2 separate regions of the Danio rerio genome follow, and region 1 is linked to region 2. A link is a contact called in public HiCAR-type data. All regions are on one chromosome and are shown on one strand. The core of a region is the stretch at or near the end of the contact, and the rest is flanking DNA. Distances in the headings are between cores, read along the strand shown.

Region 1 (4,421 bases), core at 12-2,511, 140 kb before region 2:
CTGCTCCAACATTAATGCAAACACAACCGCAAAACAAACCAGGAATCCTTGTACAGACCCTACAGCTGCTCTCATTACACAGGTATGAACACTCACACACACATGCAGGTTTGTTTTTTTTTCAATTGTGGGGACATTCTATAGGCTTCCATTGCTTTTATAGTGCACACACTGTATTTTCTATTACTCTGCACCAATTTTAACCCAAGCCCTTACAGGAAACGGTGCAGTTTTAGTTTCTGAAAAGAAATAAAACTCATTATCTATTATTTATAAGCCTTTTGAGAAATTGGCACATCAATAATATCCCTATAATTCAGCTTCTCCAGACAGTGTCATACTCATGACAATATACACATCATGTGTGAATACACAAAATGTATGAATATAGTTAAGTTAGCAAATATTTTTGTTGCTTTCTCTTATTTTAATCCGTTAATCAGGTTTCACGTTAATATTTAAGGTTATACAAAGTTTAACATAATATTTTAGTCAGTTTAACTGATGTAAACTGAGACAACACAATGGTTTACAGTGTGATTTCATAAAACACACACACACACAGGTTTACAGGCACTCTGCCCATAGGCCATAAATATTTTGTACAGTGAAAACCACATAAACCCAAACCTCACGCAAACCTCTGGACAATTGTATTTTTTTTTTTTTTTTAGAAATTTAGATTTTTTATTTTAACTTTTAATCATATTTAATGCGCAGACATGATGTGTGTGTCTGCAGACCAAATTAATAGAGTACAACTAATTCATTATACACCATTGTGTGCCTTTAAACCTATACCTGTACACACACACACACACACACACACACACAGCGTATGCGCCAGCCTCTATTCTGATTTCAAACCGGAGAGTTTCCAATCCTACTTCAACTCTGTCAACGCCTAAAGCAATATATAGCATATTTAGCAAAAGGCTATATAAAACACAATAGAAACAGACTATTAAACACTGTTTAAAGCTCGTGCTGTGGTGTGGTGCTGTGCTTCAGGTGAATACTGCCCGTGTGTGTGTGTGTGTGTGTTTATCCGCGCGCAGGTTCGGTCATGTCTGAAGTCCGGCTAGTTGTAGTGAGTGTGTCTGTGAATTGAAACTCACTGTCGGCTCCGCAGTCCGCGCAGCTGCCGTTCCCCGGTTTCTGCAGGACGTGTTTGAGGTTTCTGGCCGCGCGCTCGTTGTCGGTCATCGGTGCGGTGCAGCGGCAGGTCTCCGGTGTCGGTCTCCGGTCTGAGTCTCCGTTCTGGAGGCAGGAGCGGCGGGAGGAGGCGCTGGAGGCCGGAGGTGTTTCAAACATTCGGAAGTAAAGCACAGGAGTTTGTTCAGACTTGTTGTTCCGCATCTGTGTGTGTGTGCGTGTGTGTGTGTGTGTGTACAGGTTTTTGTGATATATCAGGACACAAATGAGCATAATGACACAGAATGACACATGTATTAGGAGATAGTAATGACTTAGGATCATGTCCCCATTTTTAAATCACACAGAATGAGTTTTTTTTTAGAAAGTAAAACCTCTAATTATATGACCCACCCCTAAACCCAACCCATCAGGAAACAATCTGCATTATACATGTTCAAGATACTTCATTGTGTGTGAGTTATAACCATTGGGGCGCTCAATTGTGTCCCCACTTGTCTGTGTGCATCCTCTTCTCATTGGGATATAACAAGACAAGTACACCCATACCGACATGTGTGTCTGTACGAGTTTTTGTGACTTATCAGGACACAAATGTGCATAATGGCGTAGGATGACACAGGTATTAGGAGATTCAAATGACGCCAATAAGGTTTAATGTAAATTAAAATACTTATTTAACAAAATATGCATGCGAAAAGTAAACAGAAGTATAAACTACCAAATCAATAATAATAAAGATTTATGTAACGATGAATGTAAATGTGAAAAACTGTTGTGTGAAATCCAGCGGAGAATTAATAATGTGCAAAACTGTCACAGCATACATGAGTAGTAAATGAAAAAGGTGCGACTCATGATGTCCCCATTCCTCAAAAAGCTTATAAATCATACAGAGTGAGGTTTCTGTACAGTTCCCTGAGGGTTGGGTTTGGGGTAGGCTATGTGAATTATTAACCCCCCCCCCCCCCCCCCCCCACTTTTAAAATGTCCACTACACCCCTGGGTAAACATGCTTATAAATCAGACACAATGAAATATTTTGAAAATGTAAAATGCAGATTGTTTCCTGAGAGGGTTGGGTTGGCATTTCTGTGTGGAGTTTGCATGTTCTCCCCGTGTTGGTGTGGGTTTCCTCCGGGTGCTCCGGTTTCCCCCACAGTCCAAACACATGCGCTATAGGGGAACTGATCAACTAAACTGGCCGTAGTGTATGAGTGTGTGTGAATAAGTGTTTATGGGTGTTTCCCAGTCCTGGGTTGCGGCTGGATAGGCATCCATTGTGTAAAACCTATGCTGGAATAGTTGGCAGTTCATCCCGCTGTGGCGATTTCTGATGTATAAAAGGTCTAAGCTGAAGGAATATGAATGAATACTGTTATATTTTGATTTAATATTACATTTAGCATATGCATCCTATAGATTACATAATAAACATGTCACAGAGTCTGGATTATTCATATTAGAAAGAAAAACCTTGCTTGTAAATGTTTCTAATAGCTGAAAAGTGAAGTTTATTTATAAACTAATGTCGAGAGGATCTCGTGCTTATGATTGATCACAGCTGGTCCCACATTATTCAATTTATGATTAACCAATCAGACGATTCCTAAGCCACTATAAACACCCTGAGCTCCATATCACAGCCAGCTTGGTTTTAAAGAATCCCCCTCTCCGCCCCTACTCCTCCGACTTTAATAAAATGGGTGGCACTGTTGCCTCACAGCAAGAACGTCACTGGTTCTAGTCCTTACTAAGCCAGCCGATGTTTCAATGTGGAGTTAACACATTCTCCCTATGCTCATGTTGGTTTCCCCCGGGTTCCTCCCACCGTCCAAAAACATGCAGCTTAAGTTCATTGACTAATCCACATCAGCACCATATGCTCCTAGTCAGTAGTTCTCTCTTAAGAGCGATCACTATCTGTTCATCAGCTACTACAGCAGGGGAGTTCTCCACATCTACCTGAGCTCAAACTCCCCTCTCGCCCTGCAAACAGGAGGGAGCCCCGGGCTCGAGGATCCTCTGAGCTCTCTCCCGGGATCATCAGCTGAGGGTGAACGCTTGAATAAATGCAAAGTTTCACAGTAGAAAATAAACAGAAGACATAAAAGAGCAGCTAGCAAAATCCATGTGGCTCAAATCCGGCCCACATACCGCATGGAATGATGGCACTGGCCAAAAGTGGCCCACATTTGTTTTAGGATAACTGGGCCACATTTGCCATATCTTCTCCGGGCCACTATAGGCTAACGGCTGCATTAGCCAGAGTTTACTGTGCCGAATATTTGCCAAAAGTGGCCCACATACGTTTTAAGATAACTGGGCCATATTTTCTCTGGGCCACATTAGACTCGCAGCCACATTAGCCAGAGCTAACGGTGCCAAATATTTTGCCAGAAGTGGCCCACATATGTTTTGAGATAACTGGGCCACATTTGCCATATTTTCTCTGGGCCACATTATCCTCATAGCCACATTAGCCAGAGCTAACTGTGCCAAATATTTGCCAAAAATGTTCAACATATGTTTTAAGATAACTGGGCCACATTTGCACTGACATGTGTGAGCCACTTCAGGTTTAGACCCAGATTACCCTTAAATGACTAGGCCACTTTAACAACTGTGGCCCACATGTGTCCTCCATCATTTAGGCCAAATTTACCATTATCCATGGCATTATTACCATGGGCCACATTAGGCTCCCATTCAGATTATATTCTGCCATAAATGCCAAATCTCTGCCTTAAATGGTCCATATATGAATTTAATCTTAGGCCTCCCTTTGGCATTTTACAGGTGGGCCACTTCAGGCTCACATTAATTTTGTCTGGGCTGAAGGAAGACCACCAGTGCTGCATAACTGCCTAAAGTGGCCCACATTCATATGCAATCTGGATCTTCTGGACACTGTAGTGATATTTTTACAGCTTTGAGTGTTAAAAATATTTCAGAGATAAACATGCCAGGAGGAAATATTTAATGAGGATTGACACACGTCAATCATCGTCATGTGACTGGAGAATGTGTGTGTTTTGACTGTCAGTATGTGTGTGTGTCCACATGGTGGAGCCAGAGCACCACTCCAACACCACACAAACACAACAATCCCATCAGCAGAAGTCATGTCTAGAGATCAACGTGAAATACACAAGATGCTCAACATTGATCTTGCAGATTGATCTTCAGCCAGATGATGTATGAATGCAGAAGCATGTTCTGCAGAAGCGATGTGTTTAGCGCTGTCTCTAAAGATCCATGACTGC
Region 2 (5,017 bases), core at 505-3,004:
CATTAGGAGAGTTGGATATAACTAATATACCTGTAGATATAGCTAAAATATCAGCCAATGGGGTAAACAAAATTATATTGTGTTTGCTTTGAAATTACATTATTTCACTTAATTTAACCCATTATACTGCAGTTTTAGCTTGGTTAAGCCATTACAGTGTACTAAAAGGGCTGCTGAATGCTTGATTCTAATTGGCTGATGATCATATCAAGTTGTGCTGATATTTTCAGGTAAACACACAGCTAAAGTGAACTCCTAAAAGTATATAACTCCTAGAAGTCCATTATTCTACAAATATTGAAGATTTTTGTACGAGTTTGTCTGATGTTCATCTGCTGCCCTCTAGCGACACACACGCACACACACAGACAGGTATCTAAAGGGGCAGCTAAATACGGAAATCAACTAATCGTAATGCTAAACCCCTTTATATGATTATTTAAACAAGAATTGGACCTTTACCTAAATACAATTTCAAGGTTTAGTATTAAGAAAGCAGTTAAATCTTTAATTGTGTGCTTTGTTTAATATTCTGGGTAATTTTCTATTCGTTTTCCTCTCCTTTCCTTCTTTATATACCCTTGTTAGATTATTTTAAATGTAATTCATATTTCCATCATTGTCAACAAACAACAAAAGTAATCTCTGAGTGGTTTGTACTTTATTTCTATCCGTTCAAATGTAATTGTTGTGTTGTTATTGCAATTAAATATACAAAGAAATAAAATTGCAAGGCTTCCAACTTTTTAAGTTCACAAGATTGTTATATTATTAAACAAATATGCCAAATAAGCATCTTCGCTAATTCTAAATTCTTTCTCTGACTAAAGTTACACATATTAATCAATAAACTGAAATAAACAATCAAATGAAATATTGTCTTCACTTTGTGTGGAATATTTTCATTTTAAACGGGCACATGAATAAGAGCGCATGCGTGTATATTAGTCTATATGCAAATGAGTGGTTAATGACTTTTTGAATATTCAACAGCCAATCAAGTATTCAAACTCAAAACAAGCGGAATTTGACGCAGATGTTGTGCAGCAGCATATTAAACACAAACTCCACTATTTCAACACACGGTGAGATATCGCATTCAGTTTGTGTATAATACTTTACTTTTAAACGGGCACATGAATAAGAATGAACGTGTGTAGGCAAATGAGTACCTAAATGCTTCTTTTAAGTAAAGGCAATCAAGTAAATAATTCATAATTCAAAACTTGCAAAGTTTGATGTAGTTGTCATAGTAAACATCACAGAATAGTGCTATTGGTAATTGGCATTTCTTTAAGAATAGAGCTGTCAAACATTAATTTCACATTGCTGACACGTCTGATTAGCATACTGTTAGCAGTAAAGCTCCGCCTATTATAATTTCATTGGTCGCTCAGGATCTTTATTATGATTTCTGTCACAAGTGATAAATAAAACATTTAACTAACAGCAAACACAGAAGCAGGAATAGCAGAAATATTGGATGGGAATAATTCAGCGTTCATTATAGTACCTCAGACTTTGTGTTTGCTTTGTCTGTGTGTGTTTTCAGCTTGTTTTGTTTACTGATTCGAGGCCTGAGAGTGTAAAGCGTCTTACCGGAGTCTGCTGTCCTCTGATCAATCGCATCTTCTTTCTGTCCGATTTTGATGAGTTTTAATCCAATTAATCGAGATTTAATCGACATCCGTTAGTTTCAATCGGCCGTTTGAGCTCCAGCTGATTTCAAATTCAAATATCCCGCCTGAGCTCTCAAATCTCGTGATCGGTCACGTGACTTCATTAGTTTGTTGTTTATTTAATAGCATTGAAGTAATCTAAACAAAACAGACAAAAATATAGTTTAAACCGTACAGAGATTACCTTTTACAATAACGGAAATATTAAATGTTTTAAATAGCATAAGAAAGGTATAGAAATGGAGTTGACTCAACAGTTATTTGATTTTTAAAAAGTATTGACGCCTCTTTGTTTCTGTCTAGAGCGAGTATTTTATAGCTGTTGTGTTTTAAATTAATATTTGTTTTAATATACTTTATTTTGCTCATGTTTAGATAGTATTAGTACACAGACTGATATGCATAAGTCAAGATTTCGAAATGCTATTGTTCACATCATTGCGTAACTATTTTAAGCACAACCAATATTGAAATATTACCAAATATTCTGATTATCCGCCTTATTAAGGTGAAATAGAAGTTCAAAAGCTGAATGAAGGGTAACGTTTCTTCATACAAATATTTATTAAAATTAAATAACAATGCTGCAATAAAACACGGTGGCCCAGTGCTTAGCACAAGAAGGTCTCTGGTTTGAGTCTCGGCTGGGTCAGTTGGTGTTTCTGTGTGGAGTTTGCATGTTCTCCCCGTGTTGGCGTGGGTTTCCTCCGGGTGCTCCGGTTTCGCTCACAATCCAAACACATGCGCTATAGGGCAACTGATCAACTACACTGGCCCTAGTGTATGAGTGTGTGAGAGAATGAGTGTGTATGGGTGTTTCCCAGTACTGGGTTGCAGCTGGAAGGGCATTCGCTAAGTAAAACATATGCTGGAATAGTTGTCAGTTCATTCCGCTGTGGCGACCCCTGATGGATAAAGGAAATAAGCCTGAAGGAAATTGTATAAATGCATGAATGTTGCAATAGTGTTAGCGTGAGTCTGCATGAGTTATCATGAGCTATCAGAATTTAAACATTGTGTAATTCAATCGTGCAATGAAACCTTTTTATTTTTATCTACAGCTTTAGTACAGCAGCATCCAAAAGTCTTGCAGAAATGTTATGGTAGCTTAATGTGGGTTGTTTTAAGAACAAGAGATCATCCTAAACACACTTTATATTTTAGATAAGGCTGCAGACTAACATATTTTACATAAACTATGCTTAAATATAGTTTACAAGTTAACATAGTTAAATAAATTAAAATAACACCGTGAAAAAGTTTATGAACCCTTGGTCTAAATATTCTATGTGGTTTCTTGATGATTTATGACCATTATTTTACTTTGTGATTTTACTTTTACATGTTGAACAGTTAAAATGTTGCCGTTCTTCACAAAAACCCTTGTGTTAAGTTGATTCTGCAGTTTTCCAGCATCTTCTGCAGATTTTGAATCTCTCCAGTATCATAGATCCATGTTTTCACACAGAGCACAACTGAGGGACTCAAACACAGTCATTAATAAAGGTTCAGACACTCACTGATGCTGCGGAAGCAAACAGCAGGCATTAAGAGACGGGGATGAAAACGTCTTTATTTTGTTGAAATATTCTATTTTCCTTGACCTTCAAAAGCAACAGAAGACAATGTAGTATATAATTTCATGTTTCCCAGATTACACATAAAAGACAATTTATCTTGCGGCTCGAATGCAAAACTTTTCACCCCCCAGCTCTTAAAGGAGCAGTTCACCCAAAATGAATTAACATGAAAGTGGTGCGAAATAAGTGAAGCCAATACCAGAAGTGCAAATGTACTCCACAAGCTTATCTAAATAAAGTGTTCACACGCACAGGAAATGTGTGTGTGTGTGTGTGTGTGTGTGTGAGAGACCACAGTTTAAACTGAAGATGTAATGATATGTTTAACAGAAAACACACACACACACACACACACACACACACACACACACCCTGACGTTAAGCAACTTTAACACATTGAACATAAGAAATGCAGCTGCAAAATACACTCGTGTGTTCCTCTTTTTGGTGTAAATGAGTGTCAGTAATGCAATTGAAATCTAACAGAAGCTCCTGGAGCATCTGAAGACGTCCTCGCCTGTAAACTCTGTCAATCGTGCTGGAATTAATGTTGGGTTGTTTGTAAAAGCGCAGTCAGGTTTGACTGTAAGAGGTATTAGACTCATACACTTCAAATAAATGACATATTAATACAGCAGTCTACTTTTAGATCTGTGCGTGTGTGTGTGTGTGTGTGATTTTATTTGTGTTATTGTGTGTGTGTGTGTATCTTTGTGTTATTGTGTGCAGGTTAATACGTGTGTGGAGGTATGTGTGTGTGTGCGCATTACTGTGTGTTTGTTTGTGCGTATGTTATTGTGTATCTGTGTGTGTGGTATTGTGTTTGTTATTGTAAGTGAGTGTGTGTATGTGTGGTAATGTGTTTGTTATTGTATGTGAGAGTGTGTGTGTGTGTGGGATTTTATTTGTGTTATTGTGTGTGTGTGTGTGTGTGTGTGTGTGTGTGTGTGTGTGTGTGTGTGTGTGTGTGTATCTTTGTGTTATTGTGTGCAGGTTAATACGTGTGTGGAGGTATGTGTGTGTGCGCATTACTGTGCGTTTGTGCGTATGTTATTGTGTATCTGTGTGTGTGGTATTGTGTTTGTTATTGTGAGTGTGTGTATGTGTGGTAATGTTTTTGTTATTGTATGTGAGTGTGTGTGTGTGTGTGTGTGTGTGTGTGTGTATGTGTGTGTTTGTTATTGTGTATGTGTGTGTTTGTATGTGTATGTTATTGTGTGTTTGTTTTTGTGTGTGTGCGCGTGCATGTGTGCATTTTCGTGTGTTATTGTGTGTGGGTTACTGTATGTGTCTGAAAGTATGTGCACACACACACACACACACACATTAACAAACACACAATAAAAAATACATTAACAAGCACACAAGCACACACAATAACAAACACACACATTAACAAACACACAAGCAGACATACAAAAACACACAATAACCAAAGCCATAACTACATACACACCCACTAACAAACACGCAATAACATAGACAAATACAAACATACAATAACACACATACACGCATGTGAGTGTGTATGTGATATTGTTTTCCTTACATTGTGAGTACCAAATGTCCCCACAAGTATAGCAATACCAGTAAATTCTGGCCTTATGGGGACATGTGTGGCCTCTATAAGGAAAAGAGCTGATAAATCCGTCAGAATGGAGGAGTGTGAAGATGTGAAGTGCAGAGTGTGTGCTGTGAGGGCTGAGTTGAGGAGTGGGCTGGGGAATATACAGTATATACAGAAAAAACATCATTGTG

Evidence for each region. HiCAR-type assays count read pairs that join an accessible place to other places.
Region 1: a contact with region 2 is called in a HiCAR-type map of caudal fin, with 5 times the contacts expected there. The contact joins the promoter of zgc:92360 here to the promoter of cacna1ib in region 2. A contact is called at or near these places in 3 of 18 Hi-C or Micro-C datasets (caudal fin, hematopoietic stem cells and an unstated tissue) and 1 of 4 datasets of contacts at active chromatin or transcription factors (caudal fin).

The regions. Positions count from the first base shown.
Region 1 is chr6:737,416-741,836 of GRCz12tu, reverse strand. It overlaps zgc:92360, which reads right to left and starts at 1,261. Exons shown (of 11, transcript NM_001002715.1): 1 at 1,119-1,261. The coding sequence starts at 1,206.
Region 2 is chr6:593,426-598,442 of GRCz12tu, reverse strand. cacna1ib (calcium voltage-gated channel subunit alpha1 Ib) reads right to left here and starts at 1,754. Exons shown (of 37, transcript XM_068221863.2): 1 at 1,600-1,754. The coding sequence starts at 1,687.